2 separate regions of the Sus scrofa genome follow, and region 2 is linked to region 1. Evidence: chromatin contacts called from public HiChIP or PLAC-seq data. All regions are on one chromosome and are shown on one strand. The core of a region is the stretch at or near the end of the contact, and the rest is flanking DNA. Distances in the headings are between cores, read along the strand shown. Region 1 overlaps UBE2E2 (UB2E2). Region 2 overlaps UBE2E2 (UB2E2).

What was found. HiChIP or PLAC-seq counts read pairs in DNA pulled down with a chosen protein or histone mark.
Region 2: an H3K27ac HiChIP or PLAC-seq map of skeletal muscle shows a contact between it and region 1. The contact joins two enhancer-like sites. A contact is called at or near these places in 1 of 47 Hi-C or Micro-C datasets (skeletal muscle) and 2 of 2 datasets of contacts at active chromatin or transcription factors (alveolar macrophages and skeletal muscle).

What each region holds. Positions count from the first base shown.
Region 1 is chr13:10,111,828-10,117,751 of Sscrofa11.1, forward strand. All of the region lies in intron 2 of UBE2E2 (UB2E2), which reads left to right. Among named protein-coding and RNA genes, the nearest start is that of UBE2E2, 110 kb to the left of the region's middle. Within about 2 kb of position 2,349, at least 4 of the 83 cell types and tissues checked have an H3K27ac peak or open chromatin away from gene starts, as enhancers often do. A contact at or near this core is called in skeletal muscle, where this site is marked.
Region 2 is chr13:10,289,258-10,295,181 of Sscrofa11.1, forward strand. It overlaps UBE2E2 (UB2E2), which reads left to right. Exons shown (of 5, transcript NM_001078672.1): 3 at 122-254. Among named protein-coding and RNA genes, the nearest start is that of UBE2E2, 290 kb to the left of the region's middle. Within about 2 kb of position 2,639, at least 3 of the 83 cell types and tissues checked have an H3K27ac peak or open chromatin away from gene starts, as enhancers often do. A contact at or near this core is called in skeletal muscle, where this site is marked.

The DNA of each region.
Region 1 (5,924 bases), core at 1,099-3,598:
CCAACCAGAGCTCCCAAGATACTTTAGGAAATCATTCTTTTACAACCAGGAAAGGTCTGGAGGGAGGGGGTCATTTAATCCATTTTACAAATAATTGTACTAAACTACAGAAGCATTAGGAGTTCCCTTCATGGCTCAGCAGTAAAGAACCCAACTAGCATCTATGAGGATGCAGGTTCAATCCCTGTCCTCACTCAGTGGGTTAAGGATCTGGTGTTGCCATGCACTGTGGTGTAGGTTCCAGACACAGCTCAGATCCCACGTTGCTGTGGCTGTGGTATAGACTGGCAGCTGCAGCTCCAATTCGACCCCTAGCCTGGGAACTTCCATATGCCACAGGTGCAGCCCTAAAAAGGCAAAAATAAATAAATAAATAAATAAAAGGGGTACAGAAAGATTAAATGGCACATAATAGGCTCTCAGTACATGTTTGATCTTCTGTTCACTAGAGTGAACGTGCTAGATAAATTGATTACCAGAGTCAAGATTAAAGTTGGATCATCCTGATCCTTGATTTAAAGGCATCCTCATTTAAAGAAGGCTTAGATCAAACCTCACGCTGTACACCTACACACCAAATCAAGGAAAGATGTGCTCTCTTACAAACTTTAACACAAAAGATAAGTCTTTTCCTTTTAAAATTGTTTAGTTCCCCATTCAAGCCATATTTTCCACTACAGAATTTAACCGTTTTGTGACTTCAGTAATAATCATGCAAATACATACTAAAAACTTCATTAATATAAAACCTAAATGATTTGGGAAAATTGGTTTAGATCATCTGCTGTTTATTAAAGAATTTAATATCTGGAGAGACAAAAGTTTGTTTTGTTTTTCTTTAAGTAACTATTTTAGATTGTGATTCCTAACGCATATTCTGCAGTTAATTAATGAAATGATTATGGCAGCATCTTTTAATGGACTGTTTTTATCTAATAGAAAGTTACCAATGAGAAATACTTAGAAACTGAATGGATCAATTTGCAAAAATGTCGATGTTGACCTAAAGGTGGGAATCATTCAAGGATAGAGTCTCAAATATTCAGGGCAGGCAGCTACAATTCGTGGATGTTCTTGCCCTTGGTTTTCTTCTGGCTGATAGCTTGTGCTAGAAAATAGCTTATTCTGTCTCAACAAAGTACAGATAAGATGTAGTAAAATTCAAATTGGATAATTTTGCTTTAGGTAAGGAGCACTTTCAAAAAGTTTTGTGGACTTCATTAATTAAAAGGCAAGACTTTTTTTGTTCAGTTGTTTTTAGTACTATTCCTAATGTAATGGATAAGTACTGGCTAAATAGTAACCAATATCAAGCCACAGTTCTACAACCAGTAAAGTCTGTGATTGTGGCATCTCTCTGGGTTGTAGTTTGTAGATTGAAGTAATATATTGATTGACATGATTTCTTTCTTTTTAGTACTTTGAGATGTTTGTACTGGTTTCCTATTAGCAGGTCTTAATTAGCAAAGATTTTTAAGTCCCTGTTCCTGTCAAGACAGGCAGAAACCAGTCTTGGCAGATAAAGTTGTCAGACTGGCAGGTAAACAGACTACAATCTTGGGAATAGTTTTTTTTAAACAACCCTAAAAGGTCAGATCTATACATTTTTGATATAGAATAACCATATTGGCTCATGGAGCAGAATTCGTGGATAAGATCACATACTAGTTAAATTCAGTTTGTTTTCAGGGTTCAGATATCACCCCAAATGCAGATCAGTAAATATACCTCAGGAATCCAAAGCATAAGAGAGAGTGGAGGAGTTCCTGTCATGGCTCAGCGGTTAACGAATCTGACTAGCATCCATGAGAAAGGGGGTTTGATCCCTGGGCTCACTCAGTGGGTTAAGGATCCAGCGTTGCTGTGATTTGTGGTGTAAGTCACAGCTTGGATCGTGCACTGCTATGGCTGTGGTGTAGGCCGGTGGCTACAGCTCCAATTAGACCCCTAGCCTGGGAACTTCCATATGCTGCCGGTGCAGCCCTAAAGACACAAAAATACAGAAAAAAAAGAGAGAGAGAGAGAGAGAATGGACTGCTGAATGGAAAAGATGTCAAACATTAAGTAATAATGCAGTTTTCTGAAACAGCATTAGCATTTGCCTCGAAGTTGATCAAAACAGAACTTAACCCTGCATATGAAAGTGAGGTTTGGCTCTGCTAAAGATGATATCTGATTTCTTCAGCAGTTTCATCCGTGTCCGCTGTGAGACACACTTAACATTAAGTGACAAGGCAGGATTACAGTGCACGCCCTGGAGTCCAGCCAGTTTATCATCCTTGGAGCTATGTGGAATGCTGTGTAACATGATTGAAAATAGATGACAGAAGGCTGTCCAAACAGCTGCTGCACCTTGGTCTAAAAGAGGGGCTCACAGACCAGCTGACAGACGAAGTGCTTCAAGGGCACACTGAGTCACAGCAGCCAGTGATGAAACACAGCTCAGGGTGACCAGGAAACTGTTGTTTCTACGAATGCAGGAATAAAAAATGAAGTAGTTTCTTTATAGCAAAACCACTGAAATAACATGATCCTAAAGCAATTGCTTGCAAACAGGGCCAGATTGTACAAATAATAGTTGGATTTCACAGCAAAGGGCAATTTAATATAAACATCACGAAAAGGATTAATTAGATCCTCTCTTTAAGGTAATTCACAAAACCACTAGAAATATCTTTCATTCTTAAGGCATCAACAAAAGGCCTTAACCATTTGTCTAAGACAGAATTTTAAATTATATTGGTTTGGTTTAAAAAATAATAACAAATTCCAAAGGGCTCACTTTCCAGTCTAGAAATGGTCCTCCTTTCTCTGGTATAAGATACCATTTTCAGCCTGGTAAGTGCTTATTAAATTGTGGAGTTAATTTAGTAGTAGTTGCTATGACATGAAACTAAAATCTTTCATGTGCCTTTGAGTAGTTCATATTGGTATAAAGATATAGAATAGTAATAGTTTAAAATTTCTTTAGCATAGGAGTTCCTATTGTGGCTCAGTGGATTAAGAACCTGACTATTATCCATGAGAATGTGGGTTCAATCCCTGTCCTCACTCATTGGGTTGAGGATCTGGCATTGCTGTGAGCTGCTGTGTAGGTCACAGATGTGGCTCGGATCTGGAGTTGCTGTGGCTGTGGCATAGGCCAGCAGCTGCAGCTCCAATTTGACCCCTAGCCTGGAAATTTCCATATTGTGTGGGTGTGGCCCTAAAAAGAAAAAAAAAATTCTATAGCATAAGAGCATATCATCAAACTTTAAGAAATGATGAAAAACTGGGCCAAATAAAGATCCAGAGGAAAGTACATTGTCAGATATAGCCAGACTCCTAACTGAAAGCAGATTACATCTCCAAATGTAATTTTTAAATCTTCTTTGAAATAAGTGACTGAAACTCGAATGCACTTTTCCAAAGAGTAATAAATAGCAGTTAGGTCACAGACTGGCCCACAAATACCAATTTAATACTTAAAGTCCCTAAAATATACATTTGGTTTTAAAAATAAGGTAACCACTGCAAATACATACTAGTAATCAGGCAAAATGAAAAAAAAGGGAAGAACTAAGGGGATAAAATAGATATTAAACAATCCCTTTGTAGCAAAGCTATTGAAAAGAGATTCTAAAACAGTAGCTTGAAAAAAGGAGCAGAAGGTACAAATAGTGGCTGCAATTAAAAATCAAAGGATAATTTGATATCAACAGCAAGAAAAAGATTAGAGAATTAATTAGAGCAGATACGGAGTTGTTTAAAAATGTTGGAGTCTATTTTGAAATTTGTATTGGAACAGGACAGGTATTTTAGAAGCTTTGATTAAGCAAAAATTACCTAACTTCTTCCTCTGCTCATCTCTTAAAAGCCAGTTGACTTCCTTCTTATTCTGTAAACTTGTTGGTGATTTCCTGTACTTCCCCGTATTTAATCATTATCTGTTTGTTGGACTTCCAATCTATACTCCTAGTCTAGAGCTGTTTTCTTTAGTTTGCTACCATATATGTTCAACTACTTACTGAATATTTCCACATGGATGTTCCACAGATACCTTAAATTTACTCTGTCCAAACCTGAAAATACTATTGTAGTGAAAACTATTTCACTGCTCTTTTTTTGCCTTCAGGTAAAGTATAAACTCTTTAACTTGAATTATACTGTCCTTTATGATTTATACCTTTTTATCCTGCTTACTTCTAACCTCCTGGCACAGTGAAGGGCTGATCTTCTAACAATTGTGTGGGAAAAAAAAATGCCATTCCTTCTCCTCTGTGGTCCTTTGCACATACTTTAAAAAGTATAAATAAACTATACACAATAAACTTATAACAATTTTTTGCTATGAAGAGTATAATTTCCTTATATTCATAAGCCTAAATGCTATTCAGACCATGGATTTTAATTATCTACGTGCAGTGATGCTCATGTTGACCTGAAACAAGCTGACTGCCAGCTATTTCTCCAACAAAGATGCGTTCATTTGGGATTAGCAGAGAATTGCAATTCACAGTCTACAGCTATAGTGAGCCATGAGCCACTTGTAAAGTCCTTGACAAGGAAAGGAAAATGCTTTTATAGAGAGGAAAAGGAAGTTGTAAACAAAAAGAGTCCATGGCCTTTCATTGGCTGAGTCCTTGCCAGGAAAGAGCAGTCTTGCTTGCTTCTTCCTGTTGGGCTGGGCTCTAGCTGCTGAACCTAAGAGCTCCTCCTTCTGGTGTCCCAGTTCCATTTATGTGGGGTTTCTGTTGATCAACTTTTTATACACACAAGCTATACTTTGTTTTTTTTTAAAAATGTTTAAGGTGCTTAATTAAGTTAGAAGTAGTAAATGTAAAGTAATGAATTATCTGTAGTAAATACTCTCTCTCTTCCAAAATAAAAATTTGGGGTCATTTAAAAGCAAGAAAGAATGTCAACTTCTCTCCCAAAAATGCCGTTGATATCCCCACAGATAAAATCACTGGTTTAGACTTATAAAGTATCAGTACTCATGAAGAATAATGTAATTTATCTTATTTTGTTACATTTTGTAAACTACAGACAGTGAAATTGTTAATCCTGGTGAATTATTGATGATAACTAAAATTACCAATCTCTCAAGTTATAGCCACTGTTTTATAAAACAGGTTGTGTTAGAGTAAGTTATCCTCAGGATGGGAGGGGAGGAAGGGCAAGGGTCCTTAGACTGTGGAGAGCTGCCAGCCTAAGTATATGAGCATCCCCTTTAGTTAGCAGGTGCCCACCTCCCACCTTCTCTGTCTGCATTTTCATTTACTCTCTGGATCATAGTGGCCAGAAACTCTGGGAAACTGGCATCTAAAAAAGTATGAACAAGCAGCACCCACCAAAGAAAAGCCCATTTATTTTCATCCAGAAGTAAATCACATACCTAAAAGGTGACTTCGAGTCATGCTCCTAAAGAGAATAAATTGACTGTGAACTGATTTCTGATTGGTAGAAAAAAGTATCAGCAGTCACTTTAAAGTGACACTTGTAAGTTGTGTGGTTTCTTTTATAAGTAATCTGTCCTTTCCTGACTGATTCCAGTGTAATTCAGAAGGGCAGGAGGTACTCTGTGTACCAGGGTTTCAGCCATCTGGGATACTAGCTGGAAGGTCTTGGGAAGCAGTGCAGAGCTCTCACACAATCTTTCTTTCTCTCTTCCTTCCTCCCTCTCTCACTCTCTCTCACACCACCTTAGAGAGTTTTATGTTTTTGTTTTTTTTTTTAATCTGATCCTATACTTGGAAAAGTATCCTTAACCTATCTTCTTCTGAGACATTTGCATAAACCAATGGCTTATAATCATTTACCCTATTCTATTTGGACAGTGAGGTTTATAGATTTACTGAGATATTGAATAGCTTTTCTCATTTTGCCAACAGGATATATTTCTACACATTTCTTTACAAAGAAATCATGTCTGACCATCTGAT
Region 2 (5,924 bases), core at 1,389-3,888, 180 kb after region 1:
CTGTTGACTTTGGTGTATTTTAATGAAATTGCTCAGTTATTGTTACCATAAGTAAATTCTTTTTTCAATTCCAAGCGTCATATAATCTCTAAGCACATTTCATTTGTATGTCTTATTTCAGTGCTGGACCCAAAGGAGACAACATTTATGAATGGAGGTCAACTATATTGGGACCCCCAGGATCTGTCTATGAAGGAGGGGTGTTCTTTCTTGACATTACCTTTTCACCAGACTATCCGTTTAAACCCCCTAAGGTCAGTATGAAGTATTCATCCATTTTTAGCAATGTATTTTGTTGCTTATATATATATATATATAGATAGAGAGATAAACATATTCTTCAGTACACGTGTCTAGGAGTGCATGTCTGTTCTGTTAGCATAGACAACTTCCCAGGGCTGCTTGTACATAAAGGGAAACAGAATGTGAAAAAATATTGTTTATTCCCTCACCACAGCCCTTTACTCATAGTTCATTGCTTTTTCTCACCCTTTTTTATGTCTCCTTTCTGTGGCATATGTTTTAATGTAACATAAGACAGTGTGTGATGGGTGAAAGTAGGAGTGAGAGGTTGGGCTGGACCAGACCAGGCATGAGGAAGCCCCACCAAGGCCAGGCCCAGGGCTGCCTGCCATGAGCTTTGAGTTTTGATGCCTCCATGGCTCAGCTGCTCGCATGACGTTTGCATGCTCTAGAATGAAAAATGTGATCCACAGAGACTTAAAACAGGAAAATTCAGGAAAGAAGAATTTATAGTAGTCTATTAATTAAAATGATGGCTTGATGAAAAGTAATACATAAATGATTGAAGAAAGTGCAAGAATGCAGTGTAATCAGAACATAGGCAAATTTTTACTTAAGATTGTATACTTTACGAATTCTTCACATTACTTTCTATTATGTGTAAGTCAGTCATTTGATGAGTTTAAATTCATTCTCTACTTGGGAAGAGAAAAGAGCTGAGGATATTGCTTCTGTTGGCCACCAAGACAGAATTCTCACTTGACCTGCCTTCACATCTCAACATGGAGAGAAGTAAAACCTTTTTCAGTTGTCAGCCAGAGTAAAGAGTTTAAAAATCAGAACTCAGCCTAGACCTTCGGCATGACTGCCTGTGCTTCCCTCCCCCGCTCCCACATCCCCTCTTATTTTCCTCTCTATTCCTTTCTTTCTTCCTTTCCATTGATGCTTGGATATTGTTTTTGTATCAAAGCAAAAAGTAATAACCAAATAGGAAACCAATGCACAGAGGAACTGAGTAACTTACCCATCATAAGAGGGCCTGCAAATCAAAGTTTCAGAATTAAACCCAGGAAACCTAGCCCCAAAGCCCATGTTTCTTATTAACATTATACAATATGTTTTACCCCAAGTGGATAGGGCTGGCAGCACCCAGGGTTGTGTTTGGTCAGTTTTCAGTGATGAAACCACAGTATAACTAACTAATCCTTATTTTCTCCTTTTACTGGGTGGGAACCTCATATTTTTCCTACTACTTTGGACCAGACCATCCATCACCTGGGGTACGTGTTGCACTGCTGGTGACATGAGGACCTTCCTCTGTCAGCCCCTCAGACCAGGCAGTTGTGCTGCTTATAAGCCTGGTCTTGTCTGTTCTATGAAACATCTTCCTCGGAAAATGTGTGGGCTCACCCAGGTTCTTCATGACAGCATTGTGGAGATTAAAGCAAGCTAGAAGAGAAAATGGATAGGTTAGAAAAAAGAATTCTGTTTCTAAAAAGGCCACCTTGGAGTTCTCATCGTGGCGCAGTGGTTAACGAGTCCGACTAGGAACCATGAGGTTGAGGGTTCGATCCCTGCCCTTGCTCAGTGGGTTAAGGATCCAGTGTTGCCATGAGCTGTGGTGTAGGTTGCAGACGCAGCTCGGATCCCACGTTGCTATGGCTCTGGCGTAGGCCGGTGGCTACAGCTCCGATTCAACCCCTAGCCTGGGAACCTCCATATGCCATGGGAGCGGCCCAAAGAAATAGCAAAAAGACAAAAATAAACAAACAAACAAACAAACAAATAAATAAAAAGGCCACCTTAATGAACTTGAAGATGGGCCAGAATAAACAAGATGGAATTTCAGCAGCTTAATGTGTAGTATTTTATGAAAGATCAAAAAGAAATCATGATACAAGATAGGAAAAAGAGTGTTGCTTTATTTTCATATAAACAATGCGTTTAATTTCATATAAACAATTTTTTCTCAGTAAAATGCTATGAGAGCTTGAAGTTCTTGAAGCCTTAGGGAGATATTTGCAGGCAAAGTCTGCAGCTGTGGACCAGTCGTACAGTATCTGGGGAGCCTCATCCACTTCTGAGCTCTTTGTTTTCAGAAGGACAAACAGGAATAAGATGGGGAAGGAAAGAGTTATTAGCATTCTTGAGTTTCTTCACTGGGTCAAGCACTGTGTTGGGCACCCCCTGTGCCAACCCATCTCTCCTCCATAACACCCTGGTAAGGCTGGGATGTTCCCTTTCACAGAAGAGGAAACTTAGAGGAGGCTTAGAGAAGTTTTCTAATAATACCCAATCAGGAATCTACTGAACTCGGCCTCCAGGGACTATGTCCTTTCCACTGAATTATACATAGCTACCCTGGAGATGTTTACTAGGAAAACAGGACTTAGGAGAAATGTGATATCTGTCCTCTGATGTTTCAGAAACTGGTGTGGGTTGGGGTTAGACTTGATCCTGGATGGCTGGATAGGACAAAAATAGAAGCAGGAGGGTATTGGTTCCAAGGAAGCAGATTTCAGCTCTGTGTGATGAAAATCTGACCCATGGCTGGACTGTCTGCCTTTGAATAATAGCTGTAACTCTGACACTGGACTTCCTCTACTGGGAGTGTTCAAAGACAAAAGCTGAATTAGTACCTGTCAAGAACACTGCCAGAAAAAATTAAATCCCTCCAGTAGATAAATTTGCTTAGGCAATCTGTTAGGACAAAGAAAAAAATCAAACTTTGGTAATCAAATTACTGTTTAAATGCACATTTGGTAGAAACCTGTGGAAATTTTTCAAAGCAACTGCCACCACCAAATTTACCAGTTTTAGAAATTAGATTTTGTAGACCGAGGTGTTACTCTGAAGGGGAAAAGTTTGCAAGTATCTCGAAAGCTGTTAACTAAACCAAAGACTGATTAATAATTTAGAAATAACGCACCCATCCTTTCTCTCCTATTACTCTAAATAGACCATATTTGGGGCTAAGTCTTATTTTTATTTCTCTGTTGCCTTCATCCTTTGCTCTTTTCCAACAAGCTTAGCCACACATTTTGATTCATACAGCATTTTCCAGCACTCTGAAGAATGAGCCAGGGCAGCAGTAGGTGTCAGAGAGAACTGCTGGTGAGAGCAGAGGCTCACAGATAACTCTGATTGCTGTGTCATCATTATCAAATACCTACCGAAAACCTACTCGACAAGATGAGATTCCATGAGCTCCCTTTGCCTAAACTCTCAGACTCAGAACCTTTAAAAACTAATGTATCCAGGAGTTCCTTCTGTGGCACAGTGGATTAAGAATCTAACCGCAGCTGTTTGGGTCACTGTGAAGGCACCAGTTCAGTCCCTAGCCCAGCGCAGTGGGTTAAGGATCTGGCATTGCTGCAACTATGGGGCAGGTTGCAGCTGCAGCTCAGCTTCAGTCCCTAGCCCCTGGCCCAGGAACTTGCATATGCTACACGTGTGGCAAAAACAAAAACTAAAATTAAAGCACCCAAATATGTCATGTAAAGGGCAATGGCATGATCTGGATGCCTCCCCTGCCTCAGGAGCATCATCATTTTGTAGCTAGACTCGTGTCTAACTTTTCATACTCCTAGATAAGCTATTCCACTCACTTCTTCCAGAATCCACCTGCATGCTAATAAAAAAAGCAAAGCAAATTTTTCATGAAATATGCAATGTTCATAAAACTTAGTATACTAGTTTTAAATCAGTCAGGTACTAGTTGTACTTTCAAGTGCTGAATCGCTGAACAATTTTTAGTACATTGATTTTCTTATCTAATTAATATGTTTATGCCTCTTTTGCTAAATCTACATACAGCATGTTTGTTTGTATAACATTGTCATTGTATCTGATGCCAAGTCTTTAGTTGGATATTTAGCCTCTAATGATAACATTATTGTTACCAAATGCAAGCTTATGTGCCCAACACACAAAAGGTTTATTAAAGGGCTAATCAGGAGAACAGGTTGCTTATGCCCCCAAAACCCAAACTCCTCCAAGTGTTTTCAGCAAAGCACTTTAAAAGGCCAGGTAAGGCAGGGGTGTGATTGGTTGGTGCAAACTTCTTGGCGTCAGAATCCATTGTTCTTGTAGCTGTCTGCATAGGTCAGGTCACTGTGTTCCTGTAAACCTCCAGTAAAACAGACGTTGTTCTCTGTTCTGCAACTTTTTATATCTCTATATGAGTGGATTTTCAAAGGTCAGAGCCCTGAGAATGACTGTCATGTATATTTCAGGCTATGGGCAACATTCTTTTACAAAAGGTACAGAACCAACATGACTAAGCACAGGAAAAGAAGAGATCTGAATGGAGTGAGATTTGTTCTTCCCTATTACGTTATTTCTCTGAGAAAATATCTGTTTAGAGGAACTTTATGTAGGAATAATACCTACATGGCTGAAAAGAGAACCATAGTAAATCTCTGGTATATCCCCAAGTTTTTTTTTTCTTTTTTTTTATATTATTATTATTTTTTAATAGTTATTTCCCCAATACAATTTTTTTCTACTGTACAGCATGGTGACCCAGTTACACATACATGTACACATTGTATTTTCACACATTATCATGCTCCATCACAAGTGACTAGACATAGTTCCAAGCACTACACAGCAGAATCTCATTGCTAATCCCTTCCAAAGGCAATAATTTGTATCTATTAACCCCAAGCTCCCAAACCACCCCACTCCCTCTCCCTCCCCCTCCCCCTTGACAACACAAGTCTATTCTCCAAGTCCATGATTTTCTTTTCTGTGGAAAGGTTCATTTGTGCCTTATATAAGATTCCAGATATAAGCAATATCATATGGTATTTGTCTTTCTCTTTCTGACTTACTTCACTCAGTATGAGAGTCTCTAGTACCATCCATATTGCTGCAAATGGCATTATTTCGTTCTTTTTTATGGCTAAGTAATATTCCATTGTGTATTATACCACATCTTCCTAATCCAGTCATCTGTCGATGGACATTTGGGTTGTTTCCATTGTCTTGGCTCTTGTGAATAGAGCTGCAAGGAACATGCAGGTGCATGTGTCTTTTTTAAGGAAAGTTTTGTCTGGATATATGGCCAAGAGTGGGATTGCTGTGTCATGTGGTAGTTCTATCTATAGATTCCCAAGGTATCTCCATACTGTTCTCCATAGTAGTTGTACCAGCTTACATTCCCACCAACATAGATGCAGAGAAAGCATTTGACAAAGTCCAACGTCCATTCATAATAAAAACTCTTACCAAAGTTGGGTATAAAGGGGACATAACGTAATCAAAGCCATTTATGACAAACACACAGCAAATATAATATCCAATGGAGAAAAGCTGAAACCCTTCCCACTAAAATCTGGACAAGGCAAGGATGTCCACTCTCACCACTGTTACTCAACATGGTATTGAAAGTCCTAGCCACAGCAATCAGACAAACAAAAGAAATAAAAGGCATCCAAATAGCAAGAGAGGAGGTAAAACTGTCACTGTATGCAGATGACATGACACTACATATAGAAAACCCTAAGGACTCAACCCAAAAACTATTTGAACTGATCAACAAATTCAGCAAAGTAGCAGGGTATAAGATTAACATTCAGAAATCAGTCGCATTTCTGTATACTAACAATGAAATATTAGAAAAGGAATATAAAAATACAATACTTTTTAAAATTGCTCCCCCAAAAATCAAATACCTG